Regions from separate parts of the Mus musculus genome. Here region 2 is linked to region 1. The links are chromatin contacts, called in public HiChIP or PLAC-seq maps. All regions are on one chromosome and are shown on one strand. Each heading gives the region's core, a stretch centred on a gene start, on an enhancer-like site or on the middle of the called end of the contact. The rest is flanking DNA. Distances are from core to core; before and after follow the strand shown. Region 1 overlaps Usp43 (ubiquitin specific peptidase 43). Region 2 holds the start of Usp43 (ubiquitin specific peptidase 43).

Region 1 (3,467 bases), core at 322-2,821:
TCCCAAGGGGACCTTCCCAGAGACCGTTGTGAATAGAGGGCCCCGGCACTTAGGTGTCCCCAGCTTGTTAGGACAAATCCTTAGCCTGATAATCATCCTCTGTGGCTTTTCTTGGGCGTTAAAGGTTTTAGTAGGTCTTCTTCCTTCCCAGATAGTATGTCACTTCAGCTTTCATTCCCCTTGTGATGGTATCTGGGAATTTCAAGTATTCAAGACCGTGCGGTCGTCTTTTTTATTCTTTGTTTCCAATTTGGCGAATTATGGTCCAAGAATGAGCGTCTCAAATGTTATCTTCTTTCATGGAAAAGTCTGTTTTGTTATTTTATAAGTGCTCTGTGTACCTTTTTGAGGGCTTGAGCGCTTACTGTCATATATGATATTAGGTGATTGGTTGCTTTAGTCCTTTCCCCCATGTCACTTTAAATATGTCTCTTTTTGTTATTGTTTTGTTTTTGTATGCACAACTTAGTAATATAACCAATCGATATAACAACTATTTTCCCATCTGTAAATGTATTCCTGATTTTTAGCTCAATTCTCTCCTGTAAAGTATTCAGACGATGACTAAACGTGTATTCAGCAGTGAAGTTCTCATCTTGAGGAATCAGACTTTTTTCAGCTGTGATTCCAGGGAAATTCTAATTGAATGGGATGCACTGTTTCACTTGACTTTAGCCAAAGGGAGGGATATGAATGTCTCTTTAGATATGTATGTTTCTTTAGAATGTACAATTCCTACCATGCTGGCATGTGGCAGGAATGACACAGTGAGGACTGAGGAGCAAGGAGCTTTGGGAGAGTGCCAAATGGGACCTGCAGGGTGCTGTCACTGACAGCTACAGGTAGCTGGCAAGAAAAAAAAAAAAAAGAGTGGAAGACCTGGTGGGGCTGAAAAACCACAGCTGAGTGGATACAGAGAGTACAATAGGAGACAGCTGGTTCTCAGGTACACCCCAAGCACTGGACTCTAAGCTGTTCATCCCTAATCCATGGCTCTTTTGTAAATGCCTCATGTATGTAGCCTTACAGTGACTTCTGTTTGAGGTTCAGGTTCTTCAGACCAAAAACAAAAAACAAAACAACAACAAAAACAAACAAACAAACAAAAAACCAAAAAACAAAAAACTTGTTGGTTGCTGTTGGTTTCCTTTCCTAATTAATTTGCAAGTTCTGCTTTTCTTCCTACCTTGTTCCTGGGTGCTTTCTCGGTGTTGACAATCAATCACGTTTTCCTGCCATTAGAAGTCGGTAAGAAACCAGCTGTTTCCTGCCAGGCATTCTGCTTCCTCATCGCCTTTTCTCTCTTCTCCAGTAACCCTGGAGCTGGAGCCGCGCCCTTCCCTCCCCTCTCCCCTGACATCCTTCCCACAAGGAGAGGTTTGAAACCCTTCCTCCATCTCCCTCTGCCCCATTGGGGATTCTTCCCCCCATTGTGCTGCAATAGTTCATCCTGTGTACCCGACTTGGCTTGAGCTGACCTTCCGAGGCTGCCTGGCCTTCCCTGTGGAGGATAGACTGTTCGTGGAATGCACTGTGGGATGCACTGTGGTTTCGTGTTTGTCTTCTCTGCCCTCTGCCCTGAGATCTCTGCTCTGCCAGTGTTTGTCAGAGCCCTTCAGGCACTTGAGCTCTTAAGTCCTTAGCAGACAGAAGTATTTCCTTCACCCCAGTGGGTGGTAGCCTGGCTGGCCTGGGGCTCTGGGGTTGCAATTCTTTGCTTTCTGCATCGGTAGCTGGTTTCCCACGATCTCCTTGCCCCAGGGCTGCAGGTGAGAAGCCCAGACTGTTCTTTTTCACGTGAGTGTCTCTTGTTCTCCCAGGCTGGAAGTTTTTAAGATTCTCTCTGACCTCAGAGTTCAGAAATTCTAGCACATGCCTGGGTGTTCAGCCCCACCCCGCACCCAAATGCCTTCCTTCTGCACACTCAGGCCTTTCTTTGGGACTTTGTCTTGTATTTCCCTTGAGTTATTGTCTTTTGCCTTCAGATTCCTCTAGTTGTTTGCTGTGGCTCCTGGTTCTACCCCCTCACTCTCCTCCGTTTTCCCATGTGGTCTTATGACTGCCCTTTTGCTCCAAGATCAGAGGCGTCCAATCTTTTAATGTGATGGTTTCACTTACAAGTATGCTGAGTCATATTTATAACTATCCTGGGACAGGTGCAGGCTCCTGGTTACACACCTACTGGGATGTGAGATAATTCTTATCTATTTACTGACTCATGGGATCTTAGCGGTGACCCTGTAAGCCTGGTTAGGTCACACCCTGATGCTGTCTCTCTCCCTCAGGGTCATTGGTTGCACAGCTCTGTGCCTTTAGGAACTGCTCTTCTGTGTTGTTGCGGCTGCTGCTCTTTGTTTTGTTTTGAGTTATTCTGTTTCTGGGTCCTCTCTGTTGTCATTTCTACTTTGGGGCCAACTCTCACTGTGGAACACTGGTTGGCCAGGAACTCAGTCTCTCAGCTTCCTGAGTGATGGGATTCTAGGTTGTGAGTAACCACACCCATGATGGACCCTGTTGTTGCTTTTTCTGTTTCTGCCCACAAGGCTTTGCTCTTCCCTCTCTAGAGCAAAGGGACACTTGGGGTGAGAGAAGGGACGGTGACTTTGGCTCCCAAGGGATGGTGGTTGACATCCAGCCCTTCTCTTGCCCACTTCTGTCCAACTGGCTCAGTCTCAGAGGAAGAAGAGTAGCCCTGGCCTGTCTGTAGACATTGCCTGAGCTTCTCGGGCACCACCAGAAAATTTGGGGTCAAGTTTGTTTTAGATTGCCTCTGCCGTCCAGGCAGAAGTAGCTGCCAGGCTGTCAAGAGACATGAGAGCAAAAGGGACAACTAAACTAGGAGCAGAGAGGGGCTGGAATTGTTTTTGATATTTAAAGTCAGTGGCAGAGATCTTCAAATATGGATTGGAGTTCAGAAGCTGTCCTGGGTGCACATAGCATGGGCGCTTCTCTCCTGGGTTCCAGCTCTGGTTGTCTTTGATGCTCGCCTGACACAGCAAATTCACTTCTACCCCAGGGTCTTTGCATCTGCTGCTCCTGAAGTCTGGAACTCATCTTCCTCAGATCTCCCCCTGCCTCCCTTCCTCCTTTCCCCCTTCCTCTTTCACTTAGGTCTCTCAGATATTGCTCATTCCTCGTGCCCCACCCTCCTCTTCTTCCTGATCCCACCTTGTTCACTGTAGCCTTTATCACCCACTGTGTTACACAATATCTTATGTTTTGGTTTTTGTCAAACCCCAAGGGCACAGTCACTTTCTACTTGCATTTTTGTTATTGTTATGATACAGGGTCTCCCTATATAGCCCTGGGTGGGCTGAAACTATGTAGACCAGGCTAACCTCAAACTCACAGGGATTAGCTTGCCTCTGTCTCATTGATTGCTGGGATTAAAGGCATGTGCACCATCTTGGATTCTATTTGTATTTTTCCCCAAGCACTGAAAAAAAAATAGTCTTTAGCATACAGTA
Region 2 (3,472 bases), core at 923-3,422, 61 kb before region 1:
CCAGGCCCCTAGGCCACGTGATGGCGCCACTCAGACTTAGACTGAGTCTTTACCAACTTATTAATCCTCTCAAGAGTCACCCTCCCAGTCTCATCCAGAGGTATGCTTCAATCGCTTGCTGATTTTTAAAATATTTATTAATTTCTTAGTGTGTGTCCATTATAGCACACAGATAAAAGCCCAAAGACAATCGGGGTAGTCAGCTCTCTCTCTGCATCTTGTGGTTCACAGAGATCAAACTCAGGTCGTCAGGTAGCCAATACCTTTACCTGCTCTATTATAGCCCAAAGTCCCTCTGAAATATATATATGCAAATGTATGAGTGCACTATCATATGTTCACCTGTTCTCCAGAAGGGGGCATCAGATCCCTTTATAGATGGTTGTGAGCCACCATGTGGTTGCTGGGACTTGAACTCTGGACCTCTGGAAGAGCAGTTTAACCTAACTGCTGAGCCATCGCTCCAGTTCCCCCACCCCCAACCAGGTGATTCTTTTTTTTTTTTTTTTTTTTTTTGGATTTTTTGGTTTTTCGAGACAGGGTCATCAGGTGATTCTTAATTTGATCGAATCGACAATCAAAAATTAGCCTTTACAGCAAGCTCATAAACCAACTCTAGCTCCAGTTTTCGACTTTGCCAAGTAAGAATAGATTTCTGCTCAGACATTTATTGTGAGTCGTGAGACACACACCCAGGATTCCAGCACTCAGGAGGCTAAGGTTGAGAATGAGAGTTCCAGACAAACCTGAGCAACATAAGTGTGATGGACTCCCTCCTTCTTACCAACAACCTCCTAGCAAAACAAAAGCAACAGCCGCTCCCGAAACTGTTACCAAATGAAAACTCCCTGCTGGGGATCTTGACATGATCTCAAAGGTGAAATACCGGAGATGATTTATCAGAGTCTGCTATGACCACGGCACCTTCAGTACATCCGGGTCATGAAATGAACCTTATAAATTTATCAACTAGGTGGATGTCTTTCCCAGGAAGGTAAATGGTGGCTTTTTACACTTCAAGTCTCCACATTACAGTTTCTTCTTTATCCTTAACTTATGCAACTTTTTGGCACCAGGTAACTGCTGCAATTCTATGTGAAGATCGAGGAGGGATACTTAATAAATGATGAGCACTTATTATTAAATAGCAAGTCACATTTTTGGGTTCTGATGTAAGTCTGACTCCAGAAAGCTGCTGATCTCTTTTTGAGCTACAAACTGATGAGAAATTCATTTTGCAAGACCTTGCCTGATTAATTATAAACCTGACAGTTAAGGCATAAAAGGAGCAGAGGCCTCCAGGGTTACCCAGGGAATTAAGGGCGGGGCGAGGCCAAACTAATTCTGATTGGGTAAGGATACAGCCAGGCTTTAGCGTGGAGGAGCGAAGCAGCAACCGAGTAGGGGGCGCGCCTGAGAACCGGAAAACTTCCTGCCAAGCAAATACTGGGGTTGTAAAGAGCCTGAACTCTGCAGTGCACCCAGGGAGGGTCGAATTCCGGTTCCTCTCTTTTCACAGCCTCAACCTCGCTGAGCTCCCTTCACCAATGAAAACCAGGACGTTCAAGTCTCCCAAGTTTAAGGAAAATGAATGTAACCTATTGTGTTATTTAAAAAAACAAAACAAAACAGCAAGAAAAAGAAAACAAACTCCCAACCCACTAGCATTCCCACTCCCAGTTCAGGTCCTGGGGTGACCGGTGTAGGCAAAGGCTGCAAAGGAGGTGGCGCCACCTGACCGCATGCACCTGAGCCTGGGCTCCCCACCTGCACAGCTGCCAGCGCGCGCCTCTCGGGACACCTGGGCACGAACAGGGGCACCGCTCGCCGGTCAATTTTCTTAGTCTTCATCTGGCTTCCACGACCAGAAACTTAGCCAGAGCCAGGGCTTTGCTTCGCTGGGCGCTTCAGAAGGTTCCATCCCCGGGTTAGCTACGCTGTTTAGGGATGGGCGGGGAAGGCGAGCCGAGGTGAAAGGCCTGTTCCAAGGCGGGAAGGAAGGGCGGGGAAGTCCACTAGGCGGGCTCAGAGGGAGTGCATTCCCAGCTCCAGCCGCGGGGGCGGGAGCCCGGCGGCGGGCGCTGCCCTAGGGCCGGATTCCCGCGTGGGGCGTGGCGTGGCGGCCCCGCCCCTGGCTCCGCCCTCGCCCGGTGTCCGCACACCTGGCTCTCAGGTAGCCGGCGCCCGGCGCCTCCGGGAGGCGGTGAGGACCGGGAAGCTGCCGGCCCGCCTGGGGTCTCGGGGGCTGCGCTCCCGGACCACCGTGCGTGGCCAGCATGGATCCGGGCGTGGGGAACGCACTGGGAGAGGGGCCGCCCGCGCCCCGGCCCCGCCGCCGCCGTTCCCTTCGCCGCCTGCTTAACCGCTTCCTGCTAGCTCTGGGCAGCCGCTCCCGCTCGGGGGACTCGCCGCCCCGGCCCCCGGCCCAGCCCAGTCCCTACGATGGCGATGGAGAAGGGGGCTTTGCCTGCGCCCCGGGCCCGGCACCAGCCTCTGCCGGGAGTCCAGGGCCAGATCGTCCTCCGGGATCCCAACCCCAGATATCTTCGGGTGACGGGGCGCGTCCGCCCGGCGCTCAGGGCTTGAAGAACCATGGCAACACCTGTTTCATGAACGCGGTGGTGCAGTGTCTCAGCAACACCGACCTGCTGGCCGAGTTCCTAGCGCTGGGGCGCTACCGGGCGGCGCCGGGCCGCGCCGAGGTCACCGAGCAGCTGGCGGCGCTGGTGCGCGCGCTCTGGACGCGCGAATACACGCCCCAACTTTCCGCAGAGTTCAAGGTAGGCAGCGCCAGCCGCCCGCAGACTCCTCCGACCCTTCTGGTTTCGGCTCTTGAAAAGCGTGTGAACCATCAGCCAAGCCTGGTTCTTGGGCGGGGAGTAGGGGGTAGGTCTTCGGTAGACACTACTTAACCAGCCCAGCCTTGGGTTACCGCCTTTGTTTCGAGGTGACATGTTACATTATCATTTGCAAATGCTTTCTTTAGAAATTAGTTTCTTCCTGGTATTTTGGGCTGGGGTGGAGAAAGCTGGCAGCCTTAAGTGTGTCCAGCAGTTTTGTGGTTAAAAGCAGTTGTTGGAGTGGGACTTGCCGGCCAGGGTGAGTTAGAGCTTAGGATCTAGAAGGATGCAGCATGGGAAGCAGGTCCTTGAAGGCCAAGCTTTGGGAAGGAGGAGATAGAAGCGTGAGGAACAGAAAGCCGAGAAGGAACGGATCTAGGAATAATCCAGGTAGAGTGATCAATAAGTAGAAAGGGCAGAGGCCTGAAAGTGAAGCGTTTTGAAGGCAGGTGAAGGTCTTCAGATCGTGTATGACCTTGGACGCAGTGGCTTTGGATTATTTAAGTCCAGTGGGTGCTGAGAACCCGTGGGTCAGGTATTCTCAAAAGTAGGGAGAGGGAGTCGTTAAGAGTGCTATAGTAGAATGGTATCCTTTAATTTAATTCATACTAAGTCCTGACAGTATGTGAGCA

The links. HiChIP or PLAC-seq counts read pairs in DNA pulled down with a chosen protein or histone mark.
Region 2: a contact with region 1 is called in an HNF4G HiChIP or PLAC-seq map of pancreatic cancer cells. The contact joins the promoter of Usp43 here to the enhancer-like site in region 1. A contact is called at or near these places in 8 of 484 Hi-C or Micro-C datasets (the AML12 cell line, the HL-1 cell line, cerebral cortex and 3 more), 6 of 115 datasets of contacts at active chromatin or transcription factors (embryonic forebrain, embryonic stem cells and pancreatic cancer cells) and 3 of 9 other capture datasets (adipose tissue, liver and pancreatic islet).

What each region holds. Positions count from the first base shown.
Region 1 is chr11:67,859,670-67,863,136 of GRCm38.p6, reverse strand. All of the region lies in intron 14 of Usp43 (ubiquitin specific peptidase 43), which reads left to right. Among named protein-coding and RNA genes, the nearest start is that of Gm40032, 17 kb to the right of the region's middle. Within about 2 kb of position 1,571, at least 67 of the 459 cell types and tissues checked have an H3K27ac peak or open chromatin away from gene starts, as enhancers often do. A contact at or near this core is called in the AML12 cell line, adipose tissue, embryonic stem cells and 1 more, where this site is marked.
Region 2 is chr11:67,920,853-67,924,324 of GRCm38.p6, reverse strand. It overlaps Usp43 (ubiquitin specific peptidase 43), which reads left to right and starts at 2,172. Exons shown (of 15, transcript NM_173754.4): 1 at 2,172-2,780. The coding sequence starts at 2,277.